Regions from separate parts of the Pan troglodytes genome. Here region 1 is linked to region 2. Evidence: chromatin contacts called from public Hi-C data. All regions are on one chromosome and are shown on one strand. Each heading gives the region's core, a stretch centred on a gene start, on an enhancer-like site or on the middle of the called end of the contact. The rest is flanking DNA. Distances are from core to core; before and after follow the strand shown.

Region 1 (6,646 bases), core at 3,733-6,232, 120 kb after region 2:
TAGATTGTTTTGTTTTTCTTGAGCATAAGACTGGTGCTTTTTTCATATTTATATCTCTGGTGCCTGGCACAGCACCCGACACAAAATATTCAAGAAATGTTTGTCAAATGAATGGTGGACATCCTAGAGTGCTTGGTCCAACAAGGTCATGTGCTAGCTATTCTCTTTTGTTCATTACTGTCAACCAGTCAGTTAACCAGTATTGATTGAGTACCTGCCTCGGGCCAGGTCCTAGGGATGAAGAGTTAGAACCCATATTCTCATAGCTTTTCTACACCAGTGAAGAAAACAAGGCTAACTGGAGCCTTTGACTACTAGAAAGAGGTCAACTGGTCCAATATCTTTGTTTACCACTGAGGAGGAAGGTGCAGCCTGTGGGTAGACGGATGGGCCTCTCTCATGCTCGTCTGTGTAGTGGGGTCTTCCTCATGTCAGCTGCCACAGGTAACTCATATTCATTGTTGGGAGTCTGTTCCAGGCACACATCCCACAGCTGGCAGTAGTCAGCCTCTCAAATGCCACATCTTCCTCACTGACAACAAAGGGAACCAGAGCTAGCAAAAAAAAAAAGTCTTTTGTCTTGGAATGCCCACTGCCTTCTATGGCTGTGTTAGGCCATTTTTGCATTGCTCTCAAGAAATACCTGAGGCTGGGTAATTTATAAAGAAAAGAGGTTTAATTAGCTAGAGATTCTGCAGGCTGCACAGGAAGCATGGCGCCAGCATCTGCCTGGCTTCTGGTGAGGCCACAAGGAGCTTTTACTTCTGGTGGAAGATGAAGAAGGAGCAAGAGAGAGAAAGGGGCATACCACATACTTTTAACGACCAGATCTCAGGTGAACTCAGAATGAGAACTCACCATTCACCAAGGGGATGGTGCTAAGACATTCATAAGGGATCTGCCCCAGGATCCAAACACCTTCCATCAGGCCCCATCTCCAACAATGGAGAAGCCTCTTTCTACGTGAGATTTGGAGAGGACAAACATCCAAACCATATCAATAGCTCCTTACAAAGGGGTTGGATGGAAAACTAGAAATCGGCTCAGATAGATCCAGAGAGGTTTGCAGCCCTCCATGCCATCTTTAGCTGTTAGGAGATGATGTTTCTAACTCTGCTTGTCTGGATTCTGTTCTCCCTGCTTTAGCTTGGGAGCCCGTGTTGGAAGAAAGGCACTGAAATGCCTCAGAGCAACAAGTGTCAAAGACCTACATGGAGAAGGGAAGCTTGTGGTTCTGTCTTGGCTCAAGAGGCTGGGGTTGGCCAGGCACGATGGCTCACGCCTGTAATCCCTGCACTTTGGGAGGTCGAGGCAGGCAGATCACCTGAGGTCAGGAGTTCTAGACCAGCCTGGCCAACATGGTGAAACCCAGTCTCTACTGAAAATACAAAAATTAGCCAGGCGCCTATAGTCCCAGCTACATGGGAGGCTGAGGCAGGAAGATCGCTTGAACGTGGCAGGTGGAGGTTGCAGTGAGCAGAGATTGTGCCACTGCACTTCAGCCTGGGTGAGAGAGTGAGACTGCATCTCAAAAAAGAGGCTGGGGTTCTCATCTTTGGTATGTTCAATCATCCCAGAGGTGAGCCTGAAATTCTGAAACATAAAGAGTTCCTCCAAAGTTGCTCTGGGTGGGTCCCAAATTCAAGTTTCCCACTGGCCCTCAGTCTCCTAAGGTTGTTTTAAAGGGAGAATGTTGGCCAATTCTGACTGGGACTCACACCTCCAGGTAAAACTTTAAAAGGACAGCCTTTAGAGAAGAAGGCAGAGATGGGAAAGAGGCAAAACAGCTGTCACTTCTCTTAATTCTAACAATCTTCTCGCACCTAGCTGTAGCCAACTTAGTTCCCATATTCAGTGAAATTAAGTTGTTTCCAATCATTTGGCCCCTCCCAGCCTGGGGGCCTCTGACCTCTGGCCTTTCTTTGGAAAAGCAATGCAGAGTCCAGATCTGCAGGAGTAGCTCCCAGCTGGGCCCCCGAGAAGGGAAGAAGCAAACTTTCCACAGTTTGCACCAAGCCCCAGGAGGCAATGTCAGAGAGGAAGTGAGGAAGCCTGCCTGGCAGAAAAGCAATGGCGGCTCAGACATATCCACTCCATTCTCCTGCAAGTGTCCCCACAATGGATTGGCTCTGCCAGGAGCCATCCCTACCCCCATTCAGCTATCTTAGAATTGTCACCTCCTCAAATAAGGACAGAACATTATGTAACCCATTTCCTCAGGCCTCAGAGCTATGGAGTCACATGCACTAGTCAGGAGAATCCCACTGGCTCTTCCATAGGCCCCCAGGGCCGCTGCACACAGGGCTTTGTGTGAATTAGAGAGAGGAGGCCCCTCTGGGCACTTTTGAAGGTGTCTTCTCTGAGTAGAAAAAGCAGAAAAATGTCCCCATTTGCGTGACAGGCACTCTTGGATGCAGCAATATTTATGCACTGTATGTGTGGCACTGAATGAGTCCCTCCTTTTGAAGCCTTGCCTAGGTGGTCTGGGTCTTTTCAGAGCATCTGCCATGTTCTTCCTGTCCTGTCAAGCTCTCTCTGGTTGATGGCCTCTGTCTCCAAGGCTACTGGAGGACATCTTGCTTCTGCTGGTGTCCACTGTGGGATGCTGATGTCTGGCTCCAGGGAGGGCCTCCCTGTGCTCTCAGAATGGCCAAGTGAGGCTGTGCCCTCGGTGCCTGGGCACGAAGGCAGTGCTGTTGGAGGCTGGCATCACACAGAACCAGCTTTTTTTTTTTTCCTTTTTAGAGACAGTCTCACTCTGTTGCCCAGGCTGGAGTGCAGTGGCATGATCACAGCTCACTGCAACCCCCGCATCCCGGGTTCAAGCGATTCTCCTGCCTCAGCCTCCAGAGTAGCTGGGATTACAGGCATGCACCACCACACCCAGCTAATTTTTGTATTTTTAGTAGGACGGGGTTTCACCATGTTGGCCAGGCTAGTCTTGAACTCCTGACCTTAAGTGATCCGCCCGCCTCAGCCTTCCAAAGTACATAGAACCAGCTCTTAAGGCCACTGCCTCAGGCCCTCACTCCACAAAACCATAAGTCCTTGGGACCAGGCCAAGAAAGGGTCACAATCCAAGGTGGATATCCTGTGCCCCACTCACTCCAGTTCCCCCCAAGCCCACAAACAAACGCTGCTGCTTTCAGCATTCCTCTTCCTCAAAGGCAAACCTTGCTTGCTGGGAGCTCCACCCATCAGTTCATGGGACATCCCTAAAAACTCAATTTCCAAATTAAACCACAGAGCACCTTCTGTCATACATTTTGGAGTTTTGTTTTACCTACCTCCTTCTTTTCCCGTAGTGAAACAAGCAAGGGGTTTAGCCTGAATGCATTCTACATCGTACCAGAGTTTATGGGGAATCCGACTAGGTTATAGGAAAGACTGAGATCAAAAGACCAAACGCTACGTTTCCAAGATTGTTTGTAGGAAATAGTCAAAATTGAGAAGCTGTAGATATGAACAGGACACCCTGTTGAAAGAAAATGAAGTTCTAGGCCAGTACTGGCATAAGGTAAGAGATAAAATGAGCCAGTGAGAGAATCCCACGCACCACACCTCATATGATCCAGGAAAGCTTCCTGGATGTGGAGGACTTCGATGTAAAGAGTAACCAAAATTTCCTATGAGGAATCACCCCTTCTCCTCTCTCAGTCCCAAGGTGAAACACATGACTTGGTTCTGAACAATCAAAGCCCTGAATCCACTATCCCCAGTGACTGTTTGGGAGGAAGGGGTTAAGCAGGGTGACTCCTAAGTCTGAATTTGAACCTGTAAGGATAAAGTCGTGAATCTGTTACCCAATGGAGAATGACAATAAGCCAACAACAAGAGTAGAGGCGAGAAATGGAGAGAGGCCCAGTCCACATGAGTCCTGGGTTAAGCTTTATCTGAAGTCTTTTATATATAAAAGACAGTAAATTCTCTTTTCCGAGTAGGCCGATTTAAGTTGGATTTCTACTTCTTTGGAATCTAGTCCTGATGATTCAGAGGAAAGAAGGACTTATATAACATGAACAAAGACAGAAAGCTGGGAACTAAGAACCAGAGGGTAGTAGACAGTATCCTCAGCACCTGCCTCTGGGAAGTGCCACCTCTCTGACCATCCCCACAGTCATAAAGGAGAACTCCCCTGTACCTGGGCTTTCTTAAATGACCCTGTTCCTTCCTCAAGGTGGCTAATGCCTGTAATCGCAGCTACTGCGGAGGCTGAGGTGGGAGGATCACTTGACCCCGGGAATTGGAGGCTGGAGTGAGCCATGATGGGGCTAGGGCACTCCAGCCTGGGCAACAGAGCAAGAAGAAGACCCTGTCTCTAAAACAAAACCAACCAAACAAACAAACAAAAAGACTCTACTCCCCTGGTCATATCTGAGCTATCACAATTTCTTCCTCAGAAAATTGAAATTGCGACGAACAGTTTAATGTCAGTCAAGGCTAGTCTCCTGAAGGGGAAAAGAGGTAACACCTTGGGAACCATAGCATGGCTGTGTTTACTGCTTGTGGACTGAGCAGAAGAGAAAGCAAGACAGTATCATCACTTTATAGATGAGGAAAACTGATGGTCAGAAAGATTATGTAGCTTGCCTAAGGTTGCACATTTGGTATGATTTTACAGAACTAGAATCCAGCTTTTTGAATTCAAGGGTGGGGCAGGAAACAGCTAGGTCAGTGGCCTAAGAACTCCGGACGGGTGAGATTTGGGGCAGACAGCAGGGGTAGTCACCCTACAAGAGTCACGCCAAGTGCAAGCACTCAGAGACATCTCCCAACACTCAAAACAGCAAAGAAGTTCTGGTGCTTTAAGTGTTCCTCGCTCGGCTCAGAGACTCGCCTTTGAGCCGCGACTCAAGACAGACCTGCGGAGAATTTGTTTTGCCTAAGCCTGCCGCACTTCCATGGCCATTGAATCCCAAAAACTACAATTCCCATTATGCACCGCGAGTTCGCGGACTAAACCGGCATAAACTACAAGCCCCAGAATGCCTTGGGCGAGACGCGAGAGCACGGAGGAGCGGAGGGGCGTGGCCACGTCGACCGCGCGGGACCGTTAAATTTGAAACTTGGCGGCTAGGGGTGTGGGCTTGAGGTGGCCGGTTTGTAAGGGAGTCGTGTGCGTGCCTTGGTCGCTTCTGTAGCTCCGAGGGCAGGTTGCGGAAGAAAGTCCAGGCGGTCTGTGGCCCAGAGGAAAGGCCTGCAGCAGGACGAGGACCTGAGCCAGGAATGCAGGATGGCGGCGGTGAAGAAGGAAGGGGGTGCTCTGAGGTAGGTACGGGAGAAAGCTGCTGGGGGCTGGGCCTGAGAGGACACGGCCTGGTAGGTAATAGAAGGCTCCGCTCGGAGCAGTCGAGGGGGAGATCGGCACCGTCAGAACAGACCCCACCGTAGCCTCCTTCCTTTTGGAGTAGAATGCCGGAGGTGGAGGTGAAAACGCAGTGGACTGAGGGCACGTGCGAATCCTGCCGCATCCAGCTTCAAAGCGAAGAAGGCTGCGGGACCCCAGCGGAACAAAGAGTTTGGAAGTTGTAATGTGGTCTGTTTGTAACTCAGCTCAGCCACCTGCTAGTTGTTTGACCTTGGGCAAATCGTATGTATGGAAAATGCTGATGTTAATACTGCCTTACGTGGTTCTGGGGGAATTCAAAGTATTTGTTAAGTAACTGCTTCCAAATAAGCGCTCAACAAATGGCAGGTGCTATGCCAATAGCACAGAGATCTAAAAGCCTTTAGCCAATATCATAGAGATCTAAATTATGCCAATAACATAGAGATCTAAAAGCCTTTCTCTGCATGTTTGCGGCTTTTCCTTGTATTAAAAAAAACTATATTGCAGTTCTAGGTTGGAAATCTGTATGTGTTTTCACTGTGGTGCCCGCAATACCTAAATAAGTGCTATGTCATGGGCTCTTTCATTCATGTAACAAGTATTTTTTTGGCTAAGCTCTGAGTGCAGCAAATATACAGACACAAAAATCTCAACCCTCATGAAGCTTAAGTTCTGGGATGGGATGAAGATGGGGGAGTCAGACAATAAAGACAAACTGTTAGGTGGAGATGTGGTCAGTACTAAAAAAAATAAAGCAAGTGGGTGTAGTGAATATTGGGGGTGGGGATTGGTGCAATTTTAGCTTAAACACTAGAGCCTCACTGAGGAGATGTTATTTTGGTCAAGACTTGAAGGAATCTCAAAAGCTAGAGGTTCTATATCTGAGGGGAGTACAAAGGCTGAGGGTGAGAGCTGGGGGAGGAAGTTGCACCTGGCATGTCCAAGGCCATTGTCACTGGAGCAGAATTAACTAGAAGAGTAAAAGGATATTATGTAAAAATGGTGAAGATGCAGATTGTAAGGACTTAGCTTTTACTCTAGTTGTAATCAAAAGTCATTGGAAGGTTTTGAGCAAAGGAAAGACATAATCTGACTTGGGTTTAAATGGGGTCACTTTGGCTGTAGTGTTGAATACACTAAAGGCAGAAAGGATGGAAGCAAGGGACACCAGTTAAGAGGTTATTGAAATAATTCAGCTCAAAAGTGAGTTGAGCCAGGTGGAAAACAGTGGAGATGATGATAAGTGGTTGATTTCTGTATATATTTTGCAGGTAGAACCAGTAGGACTTGCTGACTGACTGAGGGATATGAGAAGGG
Region 2 (6,647 bases), core at 3,480-5,979:
ACCTCAAATTAGTCTGTGATGAAATTTATAACATCAAAGTAGAAAAAAAGTAAGTTATCACTTGGGCATAGCAGGGTTCACATGGTTAAAATTCAGGGCGGGGTTTCAGAGTGACATTATTTTGTTGTCTTGTTGAGGTTTGACGCCTGGTAAGCTGTTCTTTGAATTGCAGCTGACAACCAATAAATCTTGCTTGGACTGTGACTCACAGTCATGATCTCGTCAATAAAAAAACACAGGGGTCCTAGGAGTAGCTGTCCCAATTACAATTTTGTTCACCCAGGTAATTCACTTTCTAAGTATGTTTAAATCAAAGAAAATAACCATGACTACTTTGCTGTATGTCCTTATGTCATAATGCCAATCAATCATTCATGTTATCATACACTTAAAAGGCAACAAGGAAGCCTATGAGGTGAATGGTTATCTCCTTATTAGGACCTTATACTACAGACCCCCGTCAGTCACACCTTGTATAAAACCTATATAATTTTTTAATGACTAGCCTTCCATCTTGTTTTTGCTTAAATAAAGCTCCTACAGGTGTTATAAAAATTTATTAGCTCTGTTCTTCACTCATTAAACTGAATCTGTCCTTATAATCTTTTCTTTTCTTTTGCAGGGTGTCTGTGCTATTTCTGTACAGCTATAGAGATGACTACTACAGAATCTTATTTTAACCCTAAAGAACTGTCGTTAACCTCATTCAAACAGACAGAGGCTTATACTGGAATAATGAAATGTTGTACATTCATCGTAATTTAAAATTAAATTCTAAGAAGAGGCTGGGTGCAGTGGCTCACACCTGTAATCCCAGCACTTTGGGAAGCCAAGGCAGGAAGACTGCTTGAAACCAGGAGTTTGAGAGCAGCCTGAGCAACAAAGCAAGACCCCATCTCTATAAAAACTAAAAAAATTAGTTGGGCATGGTGGCACATGCCTGTAGTCCCAGCTACTCCAGAGGCTGAGATGGATCATCTGAGCCTCAGGAGGTTGAGGCTGCAGTGAGCTGCGACTGCGCCACTGCACTCCAGTCTGGGACAACAGAGCAAGACCCTGTCTGTCTTTAAAAAATAAGAAAAAAAATTTTTTTTCTAAGAAGCTGTCCTACAAAGTTGAGCTTTGTTAGTTTTTCATGTGTAATATATTATAAATTTATCTTTTGGGATATAATAAATGCTTTCATATACCTGCTGCTTTTTAATTGTAAATCTATTAACACTAAAGGTTTTAGGGAGCTGGAACATAAGGTAAATAGCCTTTTCTTCCCTTGGCTGTAATGACTAAGCACATGAAAATATCCAAACTAAAGGGCATAAAGAAACCAAAAATCATAATTACTTTGGAACCTTTATTCTTGATGACTTTGTAGTATGTTTCTCCTAAGGTGGTTAAACAAACTCTCATTTGACTGTGAGAACTCATCAAAATTGGGGAACCATGATGATAAAATTATACAGCCAGGTGGGAAGCAGCTCATGAGATAACTTGACTTTTTATAAAACTGTCAGGTTTCAATTCTAATAACCTAGAAGATATTATAGAGCTAAAGCCTATTCATTAATCACATCATTCTAGATTTAGTAGTTATTGCCAGAACTATTAAAATGGGTTGGGAAAGGAATAAAGAGACAGTGCTGATAAACAGACATGTTTAATGATAGCTTGCTCTTCACAGAGATGTCTACAGAGACTTTTAATCTATAATCCAGGAGTATATAACCATGCAGCACAGACCAATTAGCCAAATGCAAAATAAACTAGATTCTTACCACAACTATCCTATAAACACTGCAACTATTCTTTCCAAAAGGACCCTAATCTTATGTGAAAACACCTACTGTGGGGGAACCAGAAACCTAGCTATCTAGCCAAAAGGAAAAAATAGCAATTCAGTGGTTAATTGGTGAAAGCAGGAAATGTATGCCCTTTACTGTGCTGCTGTTGCTGCTGTTGTTGCTGCTGTTGTTGCTGCTGTTGCTGCTGCGGCAGGTGCTGCTGCTGCTGCTGCTGCTGCTGCTTTGGTCTTCTTAGTTTTGTTCTTTTTGTCTCTCTTCTTCAGCCCATCCATGTTAGCTCTAAGGAGGTTTGAATAAGCCTGAAAGATACAACAGAGCATACCTTAGTGGGAAGATGTGCAAACTGGCAGAACACCAGCCCTATTTGCATAATGGATTTAGGGTAGCCAAAAATCAGGAAAGAATATAGCACCATTGGACACTTGTACCGGAAAATGGTATAAGCATAAAACACTCTTTCACATTATAGCAGCTTCTGCAACACCCACAGACAGTTGCACACATTTTTTACGTTTTTTTCCAAGGGAAAATTGCAGGCAACTTCTTGTTCAACTATACTATAGGTAGCATATATCTACAGCCTAAGACAAAATCTAACTTAAAAAGACTAGAAAGGAAGACGGTATTAGCGTTGAAATTCACACCCGGGCAGCTTTTACTTGAAACATACTGGTAAAACTTATCTCCGGAGAGCAGTGAACCCAAGTATCAATCTTACCCAGTGTTCACTATCATACTGACTCTTGCCCTGAGAAGGGAAACATAAGGAACACCCAAAACTCACCATCTGAAACTTATTCACTTCCTTGGAGCTCACCTGAAAAAGAAGGAAAAAAGAGGTCATACCTATTATCCATATAAGCATCCTCTTCTCCACCCCAGATAGTATCTCAAAAGCCTCCAGAAGACAATATCCTTATCTTTAAAATACTTCTCCCCAACTTCAGGGTTCATAATACACGAATGGTTATTTTTCTACTCTACTTTCCTCTGCCTAGAGAACAAGAAAAGGAGCTCTGCATCTTTTTCCACATGAGAATTGCACCAAGAGGTGAAAGGCAGTAGGCTCCTTTGGAAAAAAAAAAAAAAGCTTTGTGTCTCACCTCTTGAAATCCCTTAGAAAGGTGGCATTGGGTTTTCTCCCTGGGTTCTGAGAAAAGTCAGAGGACTTCTCAGTATTAATTTTTTATACATTAATAGAAGATATATTTAAACTACTCCCTCCCCATCTTATTTTTAAACCTGCCTTCCATTAATTCAAGCATATTTAAGCACAATGCGAGCTACCACAAAATAAATTCTACCTCTGAAGAACATTCCTTAGGTTTTTGTTATTTCATGATATCTAACTTTATCTGTAAAACCACATAAGCTTGTTTTACTGTAGAAGTCCTCTCAAGATAACTTGTCGCGGGAGACTTCCAACTAAGTATAGTCTACATTTTCATGCAGTCAGTATCCTACACTAATGTGATTTCTGCCACAGCAGAATAAAGTAGTATTCACTCAATTCAAGGAGTCTCTTCCTTTGCCTTATTCAACCTCCACTGAAAGACTAGGGCTCTTGACTAAATGTATATTTTCTCAAGTGCCAAACCTAACATCTAGCTGCACATTCGCCATGTGAACCACAAAGATAAGGAAATAATAGCATCACCTGGTACCAAGAAACTGCTTATTGAAGGCCCGGCACAGTAAGGGGCTAAGGAATCAAAAATTTATGCCAGCTGCTCCTTACAGTACTACCAATAAGGACCAATATGCTACTTTCATTTCCACAAGAGCTTTAGCAGAACTAACGACTGTCTGACCTCTACCTTCTTATTTTATTCTGGAGGTTTCCACTACTAAAGTATAGGAAGGTCTTGGTCTCAAAAATAGCCACACAGGGCAAAAGGGAAAAATAAATAAAAGCCTGGTTCAGAAACGCCCCATCCTCTGTTAAGTTCAAGTCTTTACATTTCAAAAGACGGCCTTAGAAATTAAGCTCACCACAGTGCTGATCTTCTTCTTCCCATCGGTAGCTCTTAACAGACACTTGTTGTCTGCGGGCTCAAAGCCCTCCACAGTACCTTTCTTTGGAATGGGTTTGGTTCGACCGTCATCTGAAGGAAAAAATGCATCCTGGTGAACACGGCCGCGTACGTGGCTGAGCGGCAGACAAACAGTTAAAACAGAGGAGGGGGGTAAGTGATGACCTAATCCAGCCCCGCTGCTCTGGTTTTGTTAAACACCTCATCTGCTATCACGGTCTGGCGAAACCCTGGAGAAACTATTATTTCCACGACGGAAACATGTAATATCGAAGCACGTTAAATTCCACTCAAAGTGGCGGCGTCTGGGATCCCTGACAAAGAGCCCTGGGCTGCTTGGGGCCCATTGTTACCAGAAGCAACCTAGGCGGCTCAGTGCTGGGGACTGAGCCAGCTACAATCCCTACTATTTTCCGGGCCCGAAGCCCCGAATGTGCCCAGTACAGGGTGGCGAAAGGTAGAGGAAGGCGGCGGTCCGCGGCAGACAGACTCCGGTGGCTCCCAGACACCGGGCACCCAGGGAGCATCGCCCGGCTCCCCTCCCGCTGCTTACACTTCTTCAAGGTGATATAGACGCTGCCCGACGTCCGGCACTTCTGGAAAAGTCTGGTCAGCTCCGTCAGGAACTGGAAAACAACAGGCCCAGCCCCGTTAGCCAGCCCCAAATCCTCGTCCCGCCGCGTCAAGGCCCTGGTCCTCCTGCAGGAGGCACAGGTCTCGAGTAACGCCTGAGCCGCCCCCTTCCCTCGGCCGGCCAGGCCTAGCCATACCTGCTCGCTCTCCAACAACACCATCGCGGCGACGCTGGCTCGACTCCCTCCGCTTAAGCCACTAGCAGTGAGAGCCGGAAGTTCGGCCTAGGCTGGGCGGGACTTCCGCTACTAGACTTCCATTGTCTTCCACCAATCTCTTCTCTTCCACCAATCCCGGCCTGCGCCCTCCCCCCTCCCCGCCCGCCTAGCGCCCGCGCCCTGGGACGTCCGGAGGCCTGTGACCCGGAGGCGCTGGGGCTGCCCTGGGCCGTCACGTGCGAGAAATCGTCTCACCCCAGCCAGTGTGAGGGAGTGAGAGCAAAAGAAAGTTTTGATAGCAGCGTACGATTTATATTCAGCTGTATGCTGGACAGGTAACCTAACAACTCAGTGACTCAGTTTCCTTATCCATAAAGTAAGGGTAATGATAGTATCTACCGCGCAGTGTGGTCGTGAAGCGTAAATGAAACTCAGATTAAATACGTAGAACAGTGCCTGGCACATAGAGCGTGTTCAGTAGGTATCAGCTATTGTTCTTTTCATTATTGTCATTATAAGTTACTGTAGAGATCCTTTAAACTCTCCCTAAACGCTGACCTGCAGCTCTAGCCAGAAGGGCTGGGCCGGGTGCGGTGGCTCACGCCTGTAATCCCGGCACTTTGGGAGGCCGAGGCGGGTGGATCACGAGGTCAGGAGATTGAGACCATCCTGGCTAACACGGTGAAACCCCGTCTCTACTAAAAATACAAAAAAGTTAGCCGGGCGTGGTGGCGGGCGCCTGTAGTCCCAGCTACTCGGGAGGCTGAGGCAGGAGAATGGCGTGAACCCAGGAGGCAGAGCTTGCAGTGAGCTGAGATCGCGCCACTGCACTCCAGCCTGGAAGACAGAGCGAGACTCCGTCTCAAAAAAAAAAAAATGAGGGGCTGGAGCCCAGTCTTTAGTTCTACCTCTGATTAGTCAGGAGAACTAGGTTGTAAGCCCTCTCTGCCAGTAGCCAACTTGAACCCTGGGCCCTCTATAAAGTCAAGCATTCCACCACACAAGAGGTTTTCGCTGAGTGCCTCTCAGTCTGTGCCAGGCACGGTTGTAGAGGTTGGGGATGCAGCAGGATAAGAAAAGCTAAGTTCCTGGTTTCCTGGAAGTTGGGTTAAAGGGGCAGGGAGGAAATAAACAATGAAGCAAACAAGTAAGTAGTACAGCTTCAGATAATGAATTCCGTGAAGACAGCCTAAGCAGGGCTGTATAATGAGAGTGGGAAGGGGACTGCCTGGGTTGGGGTCAGGGGAGTTCTCGTCGAAAAGGAGAACTTTGAGTTGAAAGCTGAAAGGACCAGCCATCCAAAGATCTAGGGACACTGTTTCAGACACAGGGAACGGCTAGAGCAAAACCTTCAAAGGGGAAACAAGTTGCCCTGTGTCTGTAAGACTGGCAGGTGCGGGTAGGGGTGAGGAGGGCTTGTGGAGCAAGGAGTAAAGGAGTATGGAGAGGTAGCTGGGGACCAGATTATGTAGGGCCCGTGACCATGGTAAGCCTGGATTTTGTTCTAGATACAAAGAGAAGACTCGTTAAGGAAGTTTTCAACAGAACACTGAAAATCTGATTTATATTTTTTAAAGATCCCCCTGTCTGTGTTGTGGAGAATGCACTGTAGAGAGACAGGGCAGGAAATGAGGAGCCCAGTTAGGAGATTCAAACTTAATGGCTTAAATATGTTCACTCTCTGATTTCACATTTTCTTCCAAATGGCCAGCGCCCGTTGCCCACTTCCTGCCCTAGGCTGATGACCTTGTGTAGCCAACCTGTATTGGCTTTTGGTTCTCCAGCATTTGAACCTGTTTGCAATCCCCTGTTGTGTGGGTTTTGGTGAGAGGCAATAAATAAATAAATAGAAGGGTCAGAGGGTCACTCTCTCAACTGCCCTCAGCACCTGGGCTCAAGCATATGACCTAACATGGGTCAATCTGGTGCTCTCAACCAGGACTTTGACTTCTGAGCTAGTAATATCAAGGCCTAGGGCTCTTGCATGGGTGTCCAGTCATTTGAATGTGAGGATGTTTTTGCTC

The links. A called contact is a pair of places that touch in the nucleus more often than the background predicts.
Region 1: a contact with region 2 is called in a Hi-C map of stem cell-derived neural progenitor cells, with 4 times the contacts expected there. The contact joins the promoter of BUB1B here to the promoter of SRP14 in region 2. A contact is called at or near these places in 3 of 7 Hi-C or Micro-C datasets (induced pluripotent stem cells and stem cell-derived neural progenitor cells), 1 of 1 datasets of contacts at active chromatin or transcription factors (stem cell-derived excitatory neurons) and 1 of 1 other capture datasets (stem cell-derived neural stem cells).

The regions. Positions count from the first base shown.
Region 1 is chr16:32,117,046-32,123,691 of NHGRI_mPanTro3-v2.0_pri, forward strand. It overlaps BUB1B (BUB1 mitotic checkpoint serine/threonine kinase B), which reads left to right and starts at 4,983. Exons shown (of 23, transcript XM_510299.7): 1 at 4,983-5,268. The coding sequence starts at 5,234.
Region 2 is chr16:31,998,977-32,005,623 of NHGRI_mPanTro3-v2.0_pri, forward strand. It overlaps SRP14 (signal recognition particle 14), which reads right to left and starts at 4,730. Exons shown (of 5, transcript XM_001140332.7): 1 at 4,603-4,730; 2 at 4,386-4,458; 3 at 3,792-3,904; 4 at 2,584-2,616; 5 at 1,639-2,098. The coding sequence starts at 4,626. The coding sequence ends at 1,931. EIF2AK4 (eukaryotic translation initiation factor 2 alpha kinase 4) reads left to right here. Exons shown (of 40, transcript XM_054667355.1): 39 at 1-49; 40 at 623-1,189. The coding sequence ends at 680.